Linked DNA regions of Xenopus tropicalis: region 2 is linked to region 1. A link is a contact called in public Hi-C data. All regions are on one chromosome and are shown on one strand. The core of a region is the stretch at or near the end of the contact, and the rest is flanking DNA. Distances in the headings are between cores, read along the strand shown.

What was found. Hi-C and Micro-C count contacts between places; a contact is called where the count stands out from the background.
Region 2: a Hi-C map of tailbud embryo shows a contact between it and region 1, with 2.1 times the contacts expected there. The contact joins the promoter of ndufa13 here to the promoter of tmem254 in region 1.

The regions. Positions count from the first base shown.
Region 1 is chr7:52,982,860-52,989,914 of UCB_Xtro_10.0, forward strand. It overlaps tmem254 (transmembrane protein 254), which reads left to right and starts at 2,839. Exons shown (of 4, transcript NM_001011433.1): 1 at 2,839-2,945; 2 at 3,366-3,469; 3 at 4,795-4,854; 4 at 6,183-7,055. The coding sequence starts at 2,859. The coding sequence ends at 6,306. It overlaps gprin2 (G protein-regulated inducer of neurite outgrowth 2), which reads right to left and starts at 2,664. Exons shown (of 2, transcript XM_012966865.3): 1 at 2,571-2,664.
Region 2 is chr7:53,115,767-53,122,821 of UCB_Xtro_10.0, forward strand. ndufa13 (NADH:ubiquinone oxidoreductase subunit A13) reads right to left here and starts at 3,979. Exons shown (of 5, transcript NM_203569.1): 1 at 3,863-3,979; 2 at 1,776-1,854. The coding sequence starts at 3,956.

The DNA.
Region 1 (7,055 bases), core at 1,589-4,088:
ATCTCTACTTTGGCTTGCCTGATTTTTTTGCATGCTTTATTTGCTTCATTTTACCTGATGAAAATTTCCGCTGTCCCAGCTAACTTGAATGTTTTAAAAGCACGTTTTTTCTTACCAACCTCGACACTAATATGTTTATTCATCCATAAAGGTTTTGCTTTTCGATGCCTGTCCTTGCTTACAAGGGGAATATTGATGATGTAGAGAGAAATACTCAGAGACAATGTGCAATTAGTTGTTATTCTTTATTATTTGTAGTTTTTTAGTTATTTCATTTTCAGTTTAGAAGCTTTCAGATCTGGAGTTTCAGCAGCTATTTAATTTCTAGGGTCCAAGTTACCTTAGCAACCAGGCAGTGGTTTGGATGAGAGACTTGTATATAAATAGGTGAGGGTCTCAATAGAATAGAAAGTTACAAAAAATAACAATAACACTGTAGCTTCACAAAGCTATCATTTTTTGGCTGCTGGGATCAGTGACCCCAAAAGAGCTGGAATAAGAAGGCAATTAATTCAAAAACTATAAGTCCAATTGAAAAGTTGCTTAGAATAGGCCATTGTATAACATACTAAAAGTTAATTAAAAGGTGACCCACCCCTTTAAAGAACAAGTAAACCTTTTTTTTCTATGAGTAAAATTACTCTAAACAGCCTCCAGAATTACCAACCTTTGTCCCAACATTCTTTCTGACCTGGTTCCTCAGTCAGAAGGTATTCTTTATCGTTGCTTCCTTGTGCAGAGTGAAGCCCCGCCCCCACTTCCTGTTCAGTTCTCTCTTCAATTCGACAAGGTTGTCGGAGTGAAGAGCCTTCTGCGCATGCCTGGAGGCAGCAGGAGCCAGTCTGTGCATTAGCCTTTTTTTTTTTTTTGCTGAGAGAACTGAACAGGAAGTGGGGGCAGGGCTTCACTCTGCACAAGGAAGCAACCATAAAGAATACCTTCTGACTGAGGAACCAGGTCAGAGAGAATGCTGGGACAAAGGTAGGTAATTCTGGAGGCTGTTTAGAGTAATTTTACTCATAGAAAAAAAAAGGTTTACTTATTCTTTAAGGGCAGGGACACACAAATCAGATTGTCTGCTTTTCTGCTCTTGCATTTGGGAGACAGCTGATTGGCTTTCCTACACTCACTCCTCTAGCTCCATTGACTGGCCTAGCATTGGCCTGTTTGGAGCTACACAGTCGATATCTGCTCTGGAATGTGAAAGTATCAATTCTTGTGATGATATCCACTCATGTAGATCCACACAAGCTGATGCTTGTCAATAAACCTAAAAGAGTGAGTGCATGAACATGGATCTGCTTTCCTCCACCTATGTACAAAACACAGGAGGAGGAAACCAGACAATGCGCTAAGTGTATCCCTGCCCTTAGCCATGTTGAACAGTCAGCTGAGGTGTAATGTTGGGTTGAGGAGATATTTGGGCAGAAACATGTTTGTGCCTCAACCCATCTAGTAATACTGACAAATTTGTAATGATTTTCATAGGAATGTTTCAGTATTGCTTTAAATATAAAATCCAATATGTTTAGTCCTTTTTGATCCAATGAATCTATAGCCTGTAACAGTCTGCCAACTGAATGTTGTCCATGTAAAAGCTAATTAAAGGAAAACTATACCCCCAAACAATGTAGGTCTCTATAAAAATATATTGCATAAACCAGTTCATGTGTAAAACCCTGCTTCATGTAAATAAACACATAATCACAGTGCACACAAACAAGCCAAGCCACACATACATGCTAGGCCACATCAGACAATTAATGGACAGAGTTCTGTCTTTTGCTTCAACATGTCTTCCTGTTACAGTTAGAGCTGCATTATTTCTGGACTTGTGATCTCTGAGTGAGCACACAGCCCATCACTAAATGGTGGATCAAAAGAAAGGATATAAATGCACAATATTTACTCACCAGTTAGGCAAGATTCTTTAATAGGTCACAACAAAATGTAATCTATCTGTTGGTTAACTATTTATTGAGGGGTATAGTTGTCCTTCAACTATTTGACTGCTGGCAGAACATGTGTTTAAATTAATAGTTTTACTGCTGGAGTGCTTTGTAAATTGGTGAAAATGAATCCTTTGACCTATGTGAAACAGGTTGTGGACAATATATGACAGGTTGTGGCTTTGTTGGGTTGGTGGTAGTGTTCTTGGGATACCCGGGCTAGTTTGGGGGTGTGATTGTGCTAGTTTCTATGCTGTGTGCAAGGTGAGCAAGAGACTAAATAGTCTAACCCTTTATATCTCCAGCTAAACCTGCGCCTGAGGTGGTGCATGCAAGTGGGCATGTTATGTCATAACTAGGGGTGGTCAGGAAGTATGTTACCCATCCACTCTCACAAATTAACCTATAAACCCCTGTAAAAAAAAAAAAAAAAACTATTAACCCTTTCATTAATAAAACTTTTTATTATCCTGCCACTGCAGGTTTACACTCCCTAATCTGCCCCAGCAAAATGAACTCTTGCATTTCACATTAACTCTCTCCTTAGCAGTCTTATCTACTTACGAACTGGTTCAGTCTATACAAGCATACACAGAGTCGGAGAGTGCGCCTGGTGCTTACAGTTCCTTCAGCAGCTAAGTGACACAGGTGTGGGGACAGATCCTAGTGCCCTCGGTGCGAGGAAAAGGAATTATGGGAGCTCAGACATATTAGTAACGGAACGTTTTACCTTGTGTTTTAGAAAGTAACGAATTAATCCGCGCAAATACTCACAGTATTGGCTTACTATTTGAGCCAATAGGGTGAGGATATGAGCTGACCAATCAGACACTTCCTACATAGAATCACATGAGGTGTGACGGTTCAGTGCCTACTTTCGTTTGTACAGCAGTTAATTCATCCACAGCCATGGCATCGAACGGCGGTTCTACCTATTTTCAGCGGGCAAGCCTGTTCTGGATGGTTGTCATTGCTCTGTCCATGGGATTCTTCGCGGTAAGATGAGAACAAAGCGATATTGAGGGTTGGGCGAATGATGAAGTTGAGCGCACGGAGCGGGTCCTGTTATTGACATGTCCGGGCTGTCAAGCTCAGCTGTTTTTGAATCTGTCAGACGTTATAATGTCGCAGTGCAATAGGCGCTCGGTGTTTGTAACCTTTTGGTGCACCTAAGAGCCCCCTGTATAATCGCACCGCACTGTGGGGAGAGTGTTGCTCTGGGTTATCATACAATGCTGCGCCAGTACTGCACATAAACGTACACATTTTGAAAAAACTAAGTTGGTGCAAATTGTGTTGCACCGCTTTGAGACTACATTTGAGTCTTTATACTGTATAGTTTTACTGTTAATCCAGCAGTTGAATGATATGCACATGCATAGACGTGCCCTGACATCTTGCTTTCTGTTATTTCAGTGGACAGTTTTCTGGCCTGCAACAGTTCCTTATAAGATCTTGGGTCCGTTAGGATCCTTTGCAGCATACATGGTGAAAAACCACCCCACACTCCTGTATTATGGGTAAGTTAATGGAAAGGCTGTCCACATGTTTGTACACCATTTTATATACACGTTAATAGTAATGTTGATTTTTAGCTTCATTTGCAATATTCAGTAAATGCTGTTTAGGTCCAGGGGTGGATTATAATAGGGACAATAAAGGCAGCTGCCTAGGGCCCATTGCTCAAGGGGTACCAAAGAACCACCCTCACCTCTATTCTATAAATGGTACAGCAGCTGCACTGGGCTCTGGTATCATTTTGGGGCTTATTGCATTTCAAATGTTGGGATTTACAGGTACAAAGTAGCTCATTAGTGATCCAAGGTGCAGAGATTGAAAACGTCTGCTCTTTTACATACAGGCATATAGTGGGTAGTGTTTCTTCAGAGATGATTTAAAGGGGGGGGGGGTGTTAAGGGCATTGTAATATGTAATTTTTAAGTATGTTGAGAAAGTTCTAAAGGCTTGATAGGACAAAAAGAAAAACCACACACTTGACATGAATGAGTAACTACAGATATTTCCCTTATGTATGTAACTTTAGACTTTGCTCTCTACTGAAAACAAACTCATGTAGATCATCTCAGAATTTTTTACTCTCTTCTTTGTGTCACAGGCCTTTATGTTTTCTGTTGTAGTTCTAAATATGTTTTTTCCATCAATGTTTACTGAAACATTACCAGAACTGAGGTTATTCTTCTTTCTATATATGTGTGTGTATATAAATATGTTATATAGATGTCATATAAATAAGCTATGTGCAGCAGTTTGATGGCAGCCATTCAGGGTCCTGTAGGGCCTTTCTGTAGCACATTGAATGTTATTTTCAATACAATATATTGGTACTTATTTTTTTTATACATGGGAGTCAAATGTAATTTGTTGCTTCCTAATCACATTTGGGGTAAAAACCTTGGCTAAGCTGGCCACATACATACCAACGAAACATTTTTGTATGTATATACTGGCTGGACATATATATCTATATTTTGAGCTGCCAGCCTGAACAAATTTCACAGTAGAAAGGTGGCCATACTATGTTTGGCCCTTAGTAGAGTTTATGTCTGTTTGGGGGATCATTGTATGTGTAGTGGATCATTGTATGTGTAGTCACCTTTACACAGAATGATATGGTTGTTTCTAAGAAATATTTATTTAGTGTTGCTTATATAAATAAATAATCATTAGTTGCACCTTTATAATGTAACATTTTGTGTTACCTGTCTATTTATTAATATGAGTGAAAGCTGCCTTTTTTTATCTGCTGCTATAAAATGGATCCAGTGCAAAAGTGTTCCAGTGCACAGATTTTCATGAAAAAAAAATGTTCTATTTATTCAAACAGGTTTTGGGGGGCATGGATAGTGCACCTTCTGGAAGCTGTATATAGTGCCTGGCTTTGCAGGTTGGTATATCTTCATATTTCTTATAATACAGCAAAATATATATATAAAATAAGCTCATCTGTTTCATCTAAATAAACCATTTTCATAGAAATACACCTTTTTAGTAGTATGTGCTATTGGGTACTCCTAAATAGAAAATTTGCCATTTTGAGAATTAAGGGCCAACTCCAGGGATCATAGGATTCATAGTGCACACAAACAAGCCAAGGCACACCAACATGCTAGGCCACATCAGCCAATGATTGGACAGAGGTCTGTCTTTTTCTTTCACACTTCTTCCTGTTACAGTTACAGAACTGCTCCTTTAATGTAGAAATATAAATACACAACACAATGATAGGTGATATTATTCCATTCTTATGCCACAGTCCTGTTATTCATTGGAACCCAGGTTCATATCATATAGGTACTTTTCTCTGTGTACCCTTCCTGCACATAATAGCATAAAGGCTACAGAACCTGTTATTGGTATTTTCACGCAGCAGGGAAACAAATAATACAGACTTGGTTCATGTCAAATGCAGGAAAAATTTTTAATTTGCAGTGGAAAACAGTGGCTCTGGGGTCTCAAAAGCAGTTATGACCAATAGATCTCTGCTTCCGCGGTGACTAATCTTTCAGAAATGCCTTTCCATTGGCAACTAAGGGAATCTCCAGTGAAAAGGACAGTATGTTGCTCTGTAGTCGTGCAAAGTTTACTCAATCTTTATAACTTCAGTTTTCTTCTTCTCTCCCTATTAGATAGACGTCTGATCTAGGCAACCATAGAAATAGTCATGGCTGTAGAGCAGGGGTCCCCAACCTTTCTTACTTGTGAGCCACAGTCAAATGTAAAAAGACTTGGAGAGCAACACAAGCATCATTAAAGTGCATGGAGGTGCCAAATAAGGGCTAAGATTGGCAGCCTCTATGCACACTATCAGCTTACAGGGGGCTTTATTTGGTAGTAATTCTTGTTTTTATTCAACCAAAACTTGCCCCCAAGTCAGGAATTCAGAAATAACTACCTGGTTTGGGGGCACTGAGAGCAACATCCAAGGGGTTGGTGAGCAACATGTTGCCCCCGAGCCACTGGTTGGGGACCACTGCTATAGAGCTAAGAATAACTCTAAACTATAGAAAAAAGATGTAAAAATAAAGCATTCATTTATCTAATCCCCAATACCTTCTCTTTTTCTCTTATAGGTCCCTCTTTATACTCAAGCATATAAAATAAATATTCTGATAAAGATCATTTAAAGAGCAAGGGAAAAAGTAAATTGCATGCTGGTATCACTGTACATACTGGTTATAATTTTTTGTATGTATTCTTTTCCCTCTCTTCCAGATCTAAAGGAATTACAGAGACCAGTGTGCAAGCCCTTTGGGTCGTACAGACTTTTTTCTTTGGAATATCATCTCTCTCACTGCTTCTTGCATACAATCCTGGGTTAACAAAGAAAATGAGATAGAAATCTGAGCATAGCAAGGGGACATAATATTAAGCAGTACACCAAACTGAAAATTCCCTGTGCAGCAAGATGAATACTGTGGTTAGCAACTGACCATGTGTTATGTGCCTTTCAATTTCCAATGTCCCCTATTCACACTACTGAAATAAAGCAAAAGATGAGCATATTGACTGAGATAGGTTTATTTTATTGTATGTGTTTTATCTGATGAAAATGGAAGTGTTCCTTAATAATCTGCCTAATATCCTGTTATTTCACATTTTATTATTTTAATGCTTAAGGCACAGTATGTTGTAAATACAGCTCTAAATTTACTTTAATAGCAAAAATGAAAAGTTAATTCTAGTGTCACTTAATGGAAAAAAGAAACTTTCTAGATATATTAATTGTAGTGAAGTTTTACTTGATTATTTCAGGAACAGTAGAGAAATTTCAAATTAATTATATTTATACAGTTTCTTATTTCTGTGACATAAAGCTTATGTTAAATGTTAGTTTTCATGATAGTTCCCCTAAAATTTTTTATAAATATGTTTGAAATAGTTATTCATCTACTGTGAATGAGCCCTTCCTTATCTAGCTGGAACTCTACCTCCTTTTATAAAACTGAGCTTTCTTTCTCACATTCTTACTGGTGCAACAAAGGTTAAAGGAGTGTGTTGCACTTTTATTGTGGGTTAATGTGTGGTTTTTTAAGTGCACCCTTTTTTAGGTAGGACAAGCTAATTATTAATTATAGGTTAATTTGG
Region 2 (7,055 bases), core at 2,729-5,228, 130 kb after region 1:
ATAGGGCTAATTTACTTACCATGCTTCAGACTGAACAGTGCACTTATAGATGCAATAACCACAATGCAGTGTTTCCCCCCCCATAATTCCAGCATCATTGCAGTTGGCAAGTGGAGTTGCACCTGATGCAATCACAGTGGATGCATCAAGACCGATGCAGTTACACACAAAATTTAACAAAATTTTCTACGTCTGGTTGGCATAATTTCTGGCAAGAGTGTGACGTGTGTGCCCGATTCTTTTGCATAACTGCTCTGCAGTGATTGACGAAGACCACTGTGGGAACCCTGGGGCTACTGCCTGGCTGGGAGGTGGCAGTAGCTCCAGAGTTTCCAGTGTCCTGCATCAACAGTCACAACTACGCTCAGTTTGGAACAGGAGGCAGCCAGCTTTGCCAAGCCCAACTAGACAGACTTGTAAGAATTGCATTTTGATGCATTTAGAAGTATCTAATGAATGGAATTTTTTGAGAAACTGAATGCAGCCAAGCACAACTCTGGTATGGTTAAGTAAATGACCACTTGTGCCTATAATCCTTTTTGATTTTGTGGACATGCTCTCTTAATCCTGACCTTATGCATAAGATGAACACAGTAATCATATGATTCATAAATACGCTTTGTCCTCTGAGCTTAAAGGAGAAGTAAAAATCACTGGGGGTGCCAAATGTTGGCACCCTCCCCCCAGTAATTGTAATCACTTACCTGATATCCATGGCCGGTGCCCCATCAGCAGAAAATGGCACTGTCTCGGGGTACCTATGTGTAAGCGATCTTTTTCCTCCCATCTTCTTTCTTTACAATATCCACCCATGAGCAGTACAGTGAAAAAAAATGCTTTTTTTTGTTAAAGTCCGGTGGCACAAAGACAGAAGAAGGAAGAGGATAACTCACTCACAGGTACCACGGGTTGGTGCACTTTTCTGCTAACAGGAGCACTGGCCCAAGGTATCAGGTAAGTGATTACAATTGCTGGGGTGTGTACAAGACGCAGAGTTGGAGTTGGAGTTAAGAAAATCACTGTGCTGCTTATGATATATATCTTACTGCTTTCTAGGGTCCTGTAAAATCTCAATCAATCTGTTGATTTGTATCACAAACTTCCCATTGCACTGTATATTTGGCATTTTATAACATGTTGCAGGGCAGCACTGACTCAATTTCAAATAAACTGCAATAAATTCAGCCCTGCTAGCTGGATTTTCCTTGAATTTTCAAGTGATCAGGTCACCCTATTTTATAATCAAATTATTTATAAAATAAGTAAGTTTTAATAAATAATAAATCAGTTTTCAATAATGCATTTGCATACAATGTATAATATTTATGTTATTTCAGCATGAACTGTGTGGTGCATTAAATAATATAGACAGACTGAAGGGCTGCTATAGGACCTCATGAAGTTTTAGAAATTTTTGAATTTATGGATTCTGGAAAATTGCATCCCATTTAGTTTCATTGCAACATTTGCATTTTAACATGAAATGGTCTATATGCAATATTTAAAGTAAAAGATTTTTTAGATGTAAGCTGTTTTGGACAGGGCCCTCTTTAAGTCTCGTATCAATTATTGGTTTTTTTTGTATGTAATATGTTTTTTCAATGTATACACCTAATTTTGTACATATTAATAATTACACCAATTAAATAGAAATTGAGTTGAATGTAATGCAATGCTTCTTCAATATGAACAGTAAAGCAACCCAAGTTCTGGCATGACACACCTCCTTCTGAAGCCCAGTAATACTGAACAATTGATACAACTATTAGGTCTACCTCCTTTCTCTGTTCCAGCGAAAAATGCTCCAGTATCCAAAAAGCATGACCCCAGCACCCAGAGCAAACATCGAGTACCCTGCAGAGAACCAAAAATGACAGTTATACTACAGGTCAGGAGTTTTCACAATAAGCATTTGTAATCCCCAACAACAGATATATATATATATATATATATATATATATATATATATAGTTTGACGTGTTTCCATCAATAAATTTTTTCTTTATTTCTACTAAGTCCTGTGAGTGCGGCATCTAATTTGGACTGTGCTATATTATATATATATATATATATATATATATATATATATACTATACTGAATAGAAACATGGTGACTGTTTCTATTTCATACATGAGGTTAATGCAATTATGACCAGATCTTATAAATCAGATCACTATCATCATTTTATAGCACACATATCTGTCTAATGCAAAATACTGACTCTAAAGCTGGCCATACACACACCGGTGATATCGTATGAAACCTCTTTTCGCAGGATATTCGGTGCATGTACGGCAGATCGACGAGATGACCGATATCGTCATCAGATATCGGTCATCTCATTGATCAGCCAGGTTAAAAGATTTTGATCTGGCGCCATTGAAGGTGGGCAAACAAAATCCACGTCAGGGCTGAATAGGAGGTACAGTTCCTATTGTTTCTACCTCCACATCTTATGATTCAGCCCTGAATGTCAGTGGGGGAAACGAACAATCTTCTCTGCGACCGATACTACGTGTATGGCCACCTTAAGGCTAAGCACTGCAAATCAGCTAAATTGTGCAAGCATGGTGGCATGCCATGGGAGGGCAACACAATTAGTACACAGAAAATAGGGGTTATTTACTATGAACAAGGACAGGAGTGAAAGAGCACGAAGGGCAAGGGCACACTGAGTGGATCACTCGCTCTAGTCAGCCTGCGTTTTGTATGCAGATCGACTGTCTTCAGTTTTTTAGATCCATTGACAGGTATAGCGTTGGCCTGTATGGGGCTACACTTAGCGGATATCAATGTGGAAATTCAAAATGTATGCATTCTTCCCTCCAAAATCCACTCAGTGTAGCTCCACACAGGCTGACACCATGCCTGTAATTGGGGCTACACGAAAGACCAGATGACAGCAGCTTCTCTCTGCCTATATGCAAAATGCAGAAAGAAAAAGATATGGATGATCCAGCCCTAAGAGGTGCAAGAACCTACCTGACTACCTCCTGAATACAGTAGGTGCTCTTAGCAATGTCACACGATTGTGCCTGTTTAGTGCACTTTACTCCCTGCTCATCATAATGGCCCCTTATGTTACTTATATAGGCTACCAAATAGCCAATAACAGCCTTAATTTGGCACCCCAGGAACTGTTTATGCTTGTGTTGCTCCCCAACTCTTGACATTTGAAAGTGTCTCACAGGTAAAAAGGTTGGGTACCCCTGTTATGTAACAAAAAGTGAAATGTTTGATACAGTTCTAGTCACCTTTGGCAAACAATTAACAGGCAATATTTACTGATCACCTGTTTAAAAGCAATCATCATGTTGGTTGCTATGAGATTCTGCACCTGGGAAAGGCTGTGCTTTTATTACATATGGGGGCAAAAGCCATAGGGCCCTTTGCATAGCACTGATTAAAGATAAAGTTGCAAACCTCAAAACTTTATGTATGGCACAGAACAGAAATACTCTTTCTAGGTGTTTAGCATGGAAATAAAAATGTCATCGGGGGAAGCTCAGGCATGTGGCCCTACAAGTACTGAAAGCTGTAGATCACCAACAGTTAGGTTAGACATCACCGAGTGCATACTAAAAACAAAATGTAACAAGTGTTACTAAAAAAATGTTACAATTGTTACGATAACAGATATAATACCCATTAAAGGCCCCCCTAAAATACTGGTAAACCAGGTGCAAATCCCTTCTCCGCCCTAAGCATTATGTTCATAGATTATACAATACAACTGTCAATGACATCCTGACAACACTAATGTTGCGATTGTTTTTATCAAGAGAATGTGGCCGGCAGTTAATCCTGCCCTGCCATTTTGATTCCTGCATTTCATGCTTCGCGTTCTCTCCGCAATCTCACCGCTCAGTCCTCGGCGGGGTAAATTCCTCTTGTAATCCACAGGACCATAGCCCCCAGGAGGTGGCAAGTCCTGCTTCACCTTGGACGCCGCCATCTTTAGTTAAGCCCCTGTCGAAGTCCTCTGACCACTAGTGATGACATAAATCCACATCCCCTTTGAGCTTAGGCGCCATCTTACTTAATGGCAAACAAGGGGTACTCTGAAATGCGACTTTATTGTGGTGGTAGAAAAGCATTTTCGTGACGTCATATTTTTTGCGGTAAATTGTAGTGTTAGTTGACACATTTGGATTAAATTTTCTTATTAAAGGAATACTGACTATGAAAATCCATAGGAATGTTCGGTGTTACTAAATGGTTGCAGCATGAAAAGCTTTATAATTAAAACTCCCCCACAGCCCACCCCCTAGGCCAGTGGTACCTGCTCCCCTTGAAGGGGGCCCAGAGCAGAAAGAACCTTGCTCTTTTCTTGTATCACACTAGGTGGGGGCATCAAATCCTTCCATAGGCTAATTACAAATGGAAACAGTACTTTGAAAGCCTATGGAAGGATTGTGCCACCCCCAACCCAGCATGATGGACAACAACTGCATAGTCTCCTTTCGCTGTGTTGAAGTATCAATTGGGTAAGTACTACTCAGCTTGGGGTGTCTTTTGGGGACTTTTCACTAGCTAGAATTTTAAATTGCAACTGTTAGTAGTAATACTGACAAATTTCTATGGATTTTTATAGGAACATGTCAGTGTCACTTTAAAAATAGGAACAGAATTGAGGTGCAGTACCAGAAAAAGTCAGTAGATGGCACATGGCAGCAGTTTTATACCTGTTTTTTTTATAAGTAGTGGCTTTCTTTACCGTAGAGGGATAAGCAGATATGATGCTTCAGAATCTCTGACCCATTGCATACCACCATGATTTTCTCTTACTCATGTAATGTGTTTGCCAGTACCCACTATAGCTTGTGCAGATGATATACTTTGAGCACTGGTTCCTTTCTTCCAGAACCCATTGCCAGTTCCATTATATCTTATAGCTTGCAGTGTCAGTGTATATTTTCTCTAATGGTATTAAATATTCATAGGGTTGTAGTATCCACTTCTCTACACTGATTTTACCTGGGGTGCCAGTATACACTGCCTCAGGCTGTATGCAGTGTAATTCCCACTGTCTTTTACTATATCTAAGATAAGTGGTATATATAATGTGAAGATATATAGCGTACCAGTGTCCCTTGTCTCAGATTGTATCTAAGGTGCTTGGTACCAACTTTTATTATGTACTGTACCTGGGAGGCAGTGCTCACTACGTTACATAATGTTATAATGTACTAGGGTGTCAGTGGTTACAGCCTCCCACTATGTATAATTTATATGGGATGTCAAAAAAACACTGTCTCTCACTACCTAATATACTTTGGTGTGCCAGGACCCACTGCCTATACCTGCAAAAAATTTGCCCACAGAATTTTTTTTTTTAAAAAACTGTGTGCTCACAAACTGTGAAGAATTAAAGCAAAATTTAGCATTTTTACAAAATGTTTGTGCACAGTACTAGCGGCGAGTCGATGCGGTCCCTGAACCGACTGCGCCTATTACTGGCGTTCTAATTCGATTGTTTGGCCCCAGGGCCAAACGACTGAATTAGCCCAAATTCACCCAATATCGCCCACCCGTAGGTGGGGATATCGGGACCTCACCAAGCAAGCGGATCTGAACGTGTATGGCTACCTATAGGCTAATGTCAGACCAGGCGTATGGCGTATATTTTCGGGAAGCTGAAAAACACTAGCTGAAAATACCACCATACACCTCCTACCTGTGCCTGCACCCGAATGAATGGAATATGCTCAGGTGCAGGCACTTAGCCGAAATATGCATAAAAACGCAAGACTTTGCATTCTCTTGTGTTTTTATGCAGATATCAGCTACATGTGCCTGCACCTGAGCGTATTCCATTCATTCGGGTGCAGGCACAGGTAGGAGGCATATGGCGGTATTTTTGTCAAACGTTTTTCAGCTTGCTGAAAATATACACCATACGCCTGGTCTGACATTAGCCTTAGAGATTTCCAGGAAACGATCTGTGGTAGGTAGCAGGTATTCAGAATATGCCATAGCCTAAAGATACCAGATCACCTAAAAATTTAGGGACACATCCAATAAATGCATGTAGCAGGGCAGCACTGATAGCAGTTAGAATTAATTGCGATCATTACAGCCCTTCAAGCTAAAATTTCTAGGTGTTTCCCTTAATTTTACAGTGATTTGTTAACCCTATTATAGCCCTATGGAGTTAATACAGATTTGCTTTCATAACAGCAACGCTGTTTACCAGATACAATGCAAACACATTTGAATTTGGTTTATTTAGCTATCCATCTTAATTTGTTAATGCAATTTAAAATATAGTTATTCAGGTGCTAATGATTGTGAATGCGGCGTTACATAGTTGAGTACTTTCACTTAATTAGTGTAGCATTCCATGTTTATTCTTACTAGAATATCGGGGAAAGACATATGGAGAGTTCTTCTTTAATCTCTCACTCCTCCTTCACTTCCTGGTGAACTCATTAACACCTAGTTAACTGCATTATTTGCCTTATTTAGGGAGAAAGTGTGTTTTAGATGGCCAAGTGCAACAAGAAGAGTGTTTACACACAGTAGGCTGGTGTGTTATTAAGTAAAGGTTGCAACTGTCCCATTTGTTTTGACATTACATGTGAAATGTGACCATGTGGTTCTAACACACATGCATTTCACTATAGAAATAAACACAGCCCATTCTTTCCAATCACTCTGTACTCATTGAGTCACAGGCTAGCGACAAACACAATGGAACACATCGAGTTCCACATTTATTTGAAGGGCTAAGAAACACACTTGTCTGACCGTAGAATAAATTAACCTTGCCTAAAAACTAGCTGTCAAGGTTTTAAATGCAGAGCCGTAAGAGATAAGGTTTAGCTATTTTACAACATGTATGACTAGGGAAACAGTGCCTGAAATATACACAGGACTCGCCTCAGTGGAGGAGTGGCAGGAGTGTGTATAACAGGATACTTCTGCATCAGGAATCAGAGTGGTCAGAAATCAAAGGCAAGGTCAGCATTAGAATAGCCAATTGAAATAGCAGGCTTAGAACGTTTGCCAAGTTTGTGGCGCAGAACACTTTGCAAGGAAGTGCAGGCCTTTA